3 separate regions of the Mus musculus genome follow, and all the other regions are linked to region 2. A link is a contact called in public HiChIP or PLAC-seq and promoter capture Hi-C data. All regions are on one chromosome and are shown on one strand. The core of a region is the stretch at or near the end of the contact, and the rest is flanking DNA. Distances in the headings are between cores, read along the strand shown.

The links. HiChIP or PLAC-seq counts read pairs in DNA pulled down with a chosen protein or histone mark. Capture Hi-C pulls out chosen DNA fragments and counts their contacts.
Region 1: a contact with region 2 is called in a promoter capture Hi-C map of liver, with 2.9 times the contacts expected there. The contact joins the promoter of C430014B12Rik here to the promoter of Cul3 in region 2. A contact is called at or near these places in 6 of 39 promoter capture datasets (cranial neural crest, embryonic stem cells, erythroid cells and 3 more), 2 of 115 datasets of contacts at active chromatin or transcription factors (both in embryonic stem cells) and 2 of 9 other capture datasets (adipose tissue and liver).
Region 3: an H3K27ac HiChIP or PLAC-seq map of embryonic stem cells shows a contact between it and region 2, with 6 times the contacts expected there. The contact joins the promoter of Agfg1 here to the promoter of Cul3 in region 2. A contact is called at or near these places in 2 of 39 promoter capture datasets (liver and pre-B cells), 1 of 484 Hi-C or Micro-C datasets (muscle stem cells) and 2 of 115 datasets of contacts at active chromatin or transcription factors (embryonic stem cells and thymic regulatory T cells).

What each region holds. Positions count from the first base shown.
Region 1 is chr1:82,724,654-82,727,384 of GRCm38.p6, forward strand. C430014B12Rik (a long non-coding RNA gene) reads right to left here and starts at 1,268. Exons shown (of 4, transcript XR_865578.3): 1 at 134-1,268. Mff (mitochondrial fission factor) reads left to right here and starts at 237. Exons shown (of 9, transcript NM_029409.3): 1 at 237-431; 2 at 2,575-2,683.
Region 2 is chr1:80,339,215-80,341,952 of GRCm38.p6, forward strand. It overlaps Cul3 (cullin 3), which reads right to left and starts at 1,476. Exons shown (of 16, transcript NM_016716.5): 1 at 1,032-1,476. The coding sequence starts at 1,097. It overlaps Gm39667 (a long non-coding RNA gene), which reads left to right and starts at 1,699. Exons shown (of 2, transcript XR_865570.2): 1 at 1,699-1,936; 2 at 2,014-2,738.
Region 3 is chr1:82,838,058-82,840,806 of GRCm38.p6, forward strand. It overlaps Agfg1 (ArfGAP with FG repeats 1), which reads left to right and starts at 1,403. Exons shown (of 13, transcript NM_001368850.1): 1 at 1,403-1,832. The coding sequence starts at 1,666.

The DNA.
Region 1 (2,731 bases), core at 18-2,517, 2.4 Mb after region 2:
TTATATATGCAAATTCGCGGGCCACCATAAGAATTTTTATTCAGGCGTTCCTTTAAAACAGGTTACCAGTTTACCTGCAAACGCAAGGTTCTTAAAGATCGCAAAGTCTAGAAACCCCCTCAACAGGAATCACCTGAGACGGAAGTACTTTGCCCACGACAAAAATGGCTCCGCGTCGACGTCTCAGGAGCCTGCATGCAACATCCGCCCTTCTCTCGTCACATGACCAGAAACCTACTTCCGCTACGGCTCCTGGAAGGGGTCAGTCCTGGCCGTTCTCGCGTCTGTCCCGGCCCGTCGCGGCCGCTCCGCCGCTTCTTTGCCCGGGCGCCTCGGTGCGCTCGGTCAACGGCCTCTGCGAGCGCTCACCCGAGTGCCCCGGAGCCGGCGGGCGGCGACCCTCTCTCCGGGGACTCTCCAGCAGGCCCAGGGTGAGTGCTCTAGTCTCCCCAAGCAGGACTCCGGGCCTAGCGCCGCGGCAGTGACACCCCTCTCCAGACTGGGCGGAGCGGCCCCGGCCTTGGCCCGTCATCAGGTCCCTGCCCTGTAAATATTTGGGACCGGCTTCTTCACCGTTTCTACCTCCGCATCTTGTTCTGTGAAACAAAAATCGAATTTTACTGACAAAACGAAAAACACCTATTAGTTTGGGGTTAGGAAACGGAAGGAAGCCTGTGAGTTTGGATCTGGGCTTTTTCGGGCATCTCTTCCACGGGCCCAAGCACCTCGCAGTTTGACCTTGAGTCTGTCGCGTTTAAAAGTAACTCTTTGTTTTGTGTAAAATCCGTATAACTAAAGGCCTTTGGGAGACCCCGGGCTGGCCATAGCATCCTTGCTCGCTGGAGGCGTTGCGGGCTATACCCCCGCACCCCACGCTAAGCTGGGGTCCAGGTCCCCCATAGCCCCTGACCTCCATTTGCTAAAAACTTGTCATTGCAAAACAAACAAGCAAACAAAAACAAGAAACAAACAAACAAACCAGCGTCCCAGTCCCACTAGCTCAGGAGCAGGACGCATTTTCTGGGAAGAGCAACGCTGTCTCTGAATTGGTGGTGCTCTCTAATTCCAGAAGACTAAAACTTGTGCCCAATAATGCTAAGCAGGCCTCCCACGGGGAGCCAGTGAATGGGGATGCCCTTTTTCCCAGGTGAGAAACATTCCTTTCTCCCTCAGTCGCTTTGGCTACTAATGAGATTCCCCAAAGAAAAACCTTTAGGGAAAGTAGGACCATTGAGCCCTATTTAGTATTCTGAGCGCAACTAGATTGCTTGAGGAGGGGTGTGTATGTGTGTTTATATGTGGATAACGGGTTGTCTAATTTTTGGTTTCGAGGACCTGTGAATTGAGATAGCTCCTCAGTGGTGTCTCTGAGTACATGTTTTTTTACTGAACTACTGGAAGGAACTGTGTTAGCTCTCTTCCTGTCTGATAGGGCTGCCTCATTTTAGATTTACAAAGTTTCTTCTGTTACTCTCTCCTTGCTGTTGTGACATTTTTGTTGTTAATAGATACGGGGGGGGGGGGTCCCTTTAGTAGGTTTTTGGGTTGTTTATATAATTCTAGATGTGAGCCCCCTGCCATATGACTACCCAACAAAGATCCCGTAGAATCTCTCTACTCTTAATTTCTACAGAAAGTTTGTATGTTACATGATGCCAGTTCTTGCTGGTGTTTCCTCAGCCTCTCGGAGCCCTTTGCAGAAAGTCCTTGCCTGTGCCTGTGTATCTTCAAGGTTTTGACTCAGAGCTTCAGCAGTTCTTAGATTAGACCTTTGATTCACTGCGACTTAATTTTTTTAAATAGTTTTGGTTTTGTTACATATGTTTATATGCGTACAGCAAGTTTATGGTTCAAAGGTAGTGAATATTAATTAAGGGTAAATAGTCCCTTAAAAATAGATTTGTGTTTTTAAAAATGAAAGCCAACCTAAAGAAGAAATTGAGTGTAATGTACGGGACCCCGATGAAATTGGAAAACATTGCGGATGTTTGGGTGTGGCCTAGAAAGTGGAGCTGTGGTATCAGATAGGAGTCTGAAGGAGATTTATCTCAAGGTATACAACAAGCATGTAATGACCAAAGACGTGGGAGTAAAACCTTAGCCCCAAATTAAGTTTATTTGTTACCAAAGAATACCCAAAGTACCATAGTTTTAATGAGAAAGAAAAAATAATTAGGTCCTCCTCTGTTTTATTGAAACATACAATCTAAAAACTGAGGCAGTAGTATTGTCTTAATACAGTCCTCATTTTGTGGTAACCAACTATAAAATTATTACTGTTGTTAGTTCATAACTGCAATTTTGCTATTGTCATGAATTGTATTATAAATATCACAAAAGTGTCCAACCACTGTGGTAGTCACTCAACAACCATAGGGGTCGAGACCCTCGGGTTGAGAGCTGCTGCCTTACATGGTGACTGTCTGTTCTAAGACATCAAAATTTGGTACTTTTGAAATTCTTTGTTTATTAGTGTAAAGTTGTAAATCTTTGTGGCTTTTATTTAAAGATTTTCTAGCTAAGTCCCTAACAACGGTATCATCTAGTTTCTCAGTCGCTGTTCTCCTCCCGCAGGGATAAAAGTGGCTCTCACCCTAGCACATGTGCATCGGAGCAATTTAAGGAGTTAATATGAAGCACAGAAGCAGATAGTGCCAAATAGCAAGCCTGTTGTTTCACATTTGTAAGTAAAATTTTCTCTTTGTCTCTGTTTTCTTAGTCTTTAAGCCAT
Region 2 (2,738 bases), core at 226-2,725:
AGTTACTTAACTCAGACAATACTATCGTGGTCTTTCATTCCTCACAGCAAAGGGTACTTCAGGAAAAGCCTGTTCAAAAAGTGATGACAAAGGCCCCCTTCCCCTCCCACACGACAGAATGCTTATGAGTCTTAGAAGGGAAAAACAACCTCCCTCCGTTTTACTTTTACAATTCTGCTCCACTGATGGCTTGTCTATTTGACATTTACCTGTCACTGTAGCGACACGAGCAAGTACGTCCAGTTTGTTACAACAGGACATTTTAATTGCCTGCCACTGGCTATCTGATCGAGGCATGACATCCAAAGTTACATACTACTCCATCTACTAAACACCGCAAGCCTATGACTCAACGTAACGCCAAGAGGAAAAGTTTCTGAAGAGCAAATGTTTGCTGTCGCTAAAAACGTACAAGGTAAAACAAGTCTGAGTGGCAACTATTCTTGGGGACCTCCTTGACTAAGACACGGAAAAGCTGTGCCTGGCCCTCCAAGAAGTGGAGGGGCGATTCTGAACCGGAGTGGGTCAAGCGCTTAGGAAGCTTTGCAGGATCAAGGATGCTATAAATACTATGCTCCTAGTGTTTTGCCAGTGGGCATTTCTAGCATCTCTGTCAGTGAGTGGGGCAGTGGGATGGCAAGACCGCCCCTGACTACGGAGTCGAGCAGAGGTGGACAGTCCTCCCCACCGCCGTAAAAGCCGAGCCGGCTCCTTCTGGAAACCGCACGCTAAAAGTTACACACACGCCCCACGCGACGGGTGCGGCGGCCACAGCGCGCATCCCCTCAGGGCCGCGGCCCCCGAGGCCCGAGCGAAGGAGGCCCCGGGGCGGCCGGGGCGCGGGGAACGGCCCCGGAGGTGGCCGACCCGGCCCCGCGCCGCCCCGTTGCCGGGAAGCCTCGCGCTCCGCCACCGGCGGCGGCCGTGGGGGGAGGGGAGGCCGGCTGCGGCCTGTTGGCGGAGTTCAGCCCCGGCCTCGCGTGCGGCTCCGGGCCGCGGCTCCCGGTCCCGGGCGCCGAGGACCGACTCACCGGAAAGGCCCGGATCCGCATCTTGGTGTCCTTCCGGCTGCCCGTGCCTTTGCTCAGATTCGACATGGTGCTCGGCCCCTCCCCGGCGGCGGCGCTGACGGCGGCGGCGGCTGCGGCTCGCACTCGGAGGCGCCGGTGTCACATTGAAGGCGGGAGGGCAGCCGCGGGGCTCGGCGGGGGGCGGCGGCGCGGCCCCCGGGCTGGGCTGGGCGGCGGGCCGGCCCCTGGGCGGCCGCGGCGGCGGGGGCGGCGGCTCGGGCTCGGGCGGCTCGGGCTCGGCCGGGGGCTGCGCTGGCGCGGCGGCTCCGCGGGCTTCCCCTCGCGCCGGGCTCGGCTCCCTTTATCGCGCTCCTCCGCGATGGCGGCGGCGGCGGCGACGGACAAACATCTCACTGCGCAGGCCGAACGTCCTCCTCCTCCTTCTCCTCCTCCGCCTCAGCGAGACGAGATCCGGCCCAGAGGGTGGAGGGGGGAGGAGGGAGGGAGGAGAGCGGAGAGTGGAGAGATGGGGGAGGGGGCGGGAGGACGGGAGGGGAGGCGGGAGGCCGCGGCGGGCACGTCAGATCTCGCGAGATCGGGGCGGGCGCGCGGTCGGGGGCGGGGTGGGGCGAAGCCCGGGAAGGGAGGGCGCAGGGAGAAGTGGGGTCTGAACGTGGTGGGGAGGGGGGAGAGGGGTGGATTAAGGAATGGGCGTAGTCAGCGCCCTGGGGGGCGGGGCCTGGTGCAGGAGACGTAGGCTGCGTTTTCAAAAGAGGAGCGTCGGAGACCCCAGTAGGCTGAGGTGGCTTCTGATTGGTGGAGCGCGAAGGTGGTGGGTCACGTGGGTAGTGGGCGGGGGAATTTCCGGAAGGGGGAGAGGGGAGTGTTGTGTTGTGGGCTGGCGGGGCTGAGCTTGGCCCTAGTAGGTAGGTAGTCCTGGGAAAGGGCGTGGGGTGCGAGGAGGAAGGTTCTACGTCCTAGAACTGCTCCTGTGTTTTTCTAGGGCACGTGGCCTAGGGATGGGTACTTGAGCCCAGCCAGAAACTTGAAAGCAGGGTTTGTGCTTGAGTTACCTGCAGACTGCGAAACCAGTGTCCTGTTTTTAGCTAGGTGTTGCAGCGCCTCAGAATCAACCCGGCCTTCTTACACTGTACAAGCTCCTGGGTTTGTTCATTAGTTGATACCTTCTGGAGGATCCAGAGCCCACTAATGTTAAAACCCGGTTTTTGTTTGTGCCGAAATAAAACAAATGCCTAATATACTACAATATTGTGTTAAACATACGACCATTTCCAAGAACAGTATAGATCATTAAAACCAAAAGCACTGTGAAATTAAGTTTGCTGTAGGTTTGGAGACATTTTTCTATTTGTTCGGGGACTCTTATCCTATAGTCGAAATGTCCAATTCGACTGCTTTTGGCTTCTAATTCAGTATGAATCCTACATCTACCTTGCATACTTGCTCATTTGCTGTTTCCAACGCCCCTGGGAAATCTGAGATTCTCCCAGTTTTGGATCTTCCCATTTTGAGTGAACTGTTGTTGGGATTAGCACCTACAATTGAAATTGGTGGCCCATGACCTTAATCCCAGCATTTGGGAAGCAGAGGCAGGTGGATTTCTGAGTTCGAGGCCAGCCTGGTCTACAGAGTGAGTTCCAGGACAGCCAGGGCTACACAGAGAAACCCTGTCTTGAACACCCTTCACACACCCCCGCCCTCCAAAAG
Region 3 (2,749 bases), core at 153-2,652, 2.5 Mb after region 2:
TCTGAGCACTAACTTCAACAGCGGCAGGACATTTGATGACTGTCAAAGAATTAGTCCTAACTTTCTCTGTATGCTAGCTGTACTGTAGTTACATGAGAGGGAGGGGAGGAAAGAAAAGGAGAGATGAGAGAGAGAGAGAGAGAGAGAGAGAGAGAGAGAGAGAGAGAGAGAGAGGGAGGGGGAGGGAGGGGGGAAGGAAAAGGGGGAGAGGAAGAGGGAGTTTTTACTTTTCTTGGGCTAGGGATAAAACCAGGGCCTGCCTATACATAGTAACCACTCTGCCTTTGAGCTACAGTCTCAGTCCTGAAATATATATATATATATATTAGTAATAAGTGGGTTTATTTTAAGATAAATATGATATTGGGCAAGGGGATCAATAAAGCAAGAAGAGACATGAGCTGATAGTTGTTGAAGATGAACTCTGGATCCTAGGGATAGTTAAATTTCTCATGTAGGAAACAGTTCAGAAACACTAGCCATCCTATCTGCCCCCCTTTAATAATAATGCCATTTACTATTATAATAATGTTAAGTTAACCCGATGGTTCCCCGGGGCTGACTCAGCATTTTCAGCTAGGAAACTTGAATTCTCCTCTTGTGAAAACTACTCCATTTGCAGTGGGGGCTGGGACAGTATTCGGTAACTCAGTTTTTGAGCCTCCCCACACTCCTTTGAGAAATGAAGGTACAGATGGTTTCTCATACCTTACCGCAGGAGTTCTCTACCTTCCTAATGCTGCTGCGACCCTTTAATACAGTTCCTCACGTTGTGGTGACCCCCCACCACAAAATTATTTCCATTGGTACTCCATACCTGTAATTTTGCTACTGTTATGAATAGTAATGTAAATTGTGTTCCCCGATGGTCTTAGGTGACCCCTCTGAGAGGGTTGTTCAACACCCCCACCCCCACCCGAACCAGTGTCTTAGGGGCTAGCAGTGATTTCCTGCAGCCTCAAAAGGTGGGTGTTGCAGTTGGACTATGTTGGAACTCTGGCTTCGGCAGGTAAATACCGTCGTAAATTTATCCCAGTGCACCATACAAATTTAAGTCTAGAGTAGCGGAGTGAATGGGGATGACTTGGAAGAAGGCGACTAGGCTAGATTCTGTAAGGGAAGAATTTGGAGTGTCTCCTAAAGCAGCGGGAAGCTGCCGGGAACATTTCTGCCTGGAGGAAGATAGCCTGCTTACACGAAGCTCTTTGCACGTACAGGCACCCAGCGGATAAGGGCTGTAATTTATTGACACCATTGTGTCTTCTCTACCCCGCCCAGCTCCGACCCTTGCCGCAGCGTGGCCGCAGTGACTCCTCCCGGCCAGCAGAGGGCGCCAGCCTGCACTTGGCCCCCGGCTGCCCGAGGCCGGTCTCCTCTTGCCGCTCCCCCCGCCCCCCACCTCGTCTTTCCCCCTTAGGAGAAGTCGGGAAGGTGGCAGCGGCGGCGGTGGCGGTTGTCCCGCCCGGCCGGTTGGTGTGACCGGTCGGCGCGTGCTGCGCAGCTTCCTCGCCTTGTCCTGCCCGGCGGAGCCGAGCGGAGGCCGAGACCGGAGTCCGCGAGGGCGGAGGCGGCGGCGGCCAGGGCGGCCCGTGGGAAGGGAGCGCGGGGCCCCGGCAGCGCCGCCGGCTCCCGGCCCTGCCGGCCTCCTCGGTCGGAGCCGCGGCCATGGCGGCCAGCGCGAAGCGGAAGCAGGAGGAGAAGCACCTGAAGATGCTGCGGGACATGACGGGGCTGCCGCACAACCGCAAGTGTTTCGACTGCGACCAGCGCGGCCCCACCTACGTGAACATGACGGTCGGCTCGTTCGTGTGCACCTCCTGCTCCGGCAGCCTGTGAGTGCGGACGGGGGTCGTGGGTACCGGGCCGTGGCGGCGGGGCCCGTTGGGGATGCGGCCAGCCTAGGCCTTGGGGGCCGGAGATGCTCTTGCTCTTTGGCCGGGCGAGGGTCCAGCCTTGGGGTGGCCGGCGTGGGTGGGGCGTGGGTGGGGTCGGGGTCAGCCAGCGGCCGGCCCGGCGGAGCATCCCGGCTTCCCGCCGCTCAGCGGGCGTGGCCGCGCCTCGGGGGGCGCAGGCGGGGAGCATCCCCGGGAGGGCGGTGCGGGGCCTTTGTGCGACCCGCAGCTCCGTGGTTGGGGGGCCCGGCCTCTGCTCGGTGCCGCGGAGCTGGTGGGGAGGGTGAGAGCAGGGACGCAGAAAGCTGGGGATCTTCCTCCGGTCCACAGCACTCAGGTAGCTGGGGCGTGTTGGGGGCGGGCGGGGGGCGTTAATAGGTCTTGATGGCTGAGGTGTGAATCCCAGGAGAAAAGTTCTCCCTAGAGGATTAATTACGTGAGGCGGGGAGGCAGCAAAAGCACGAGGGTTGTGGCTGCATGGCTCCAAGTGTCCTCAGTTGGGGAAAGTTTTACTGGAAAAGGGTAATCAGGAGTTGTGCGCTTCAAAATAAGGATGGAGCTCGATGAGATTTCTGTATCAGAACCCAAGTGTCCTATCTGTCTGGAGAAATGGGGACTGGGAAGACAATATTGAGAAAGGAGATGGAGGTGACCGCCTGAAATTACTCAGATGGCATGTCTAGGCCTCTCTGTTTAAGCTGTGTTGTGATGGGAATTTTTGTTCTTGTGAAATTTCACTTGGAAAGGTTGCAGGTGACTCTGGAACTGATTAGATGCAATTATTTTCTGGTTATCTTGAATTCAATGCATTTTTAATGATCTGGTAGTTAATATTCCTTGGGTCTTAAAAAATATTA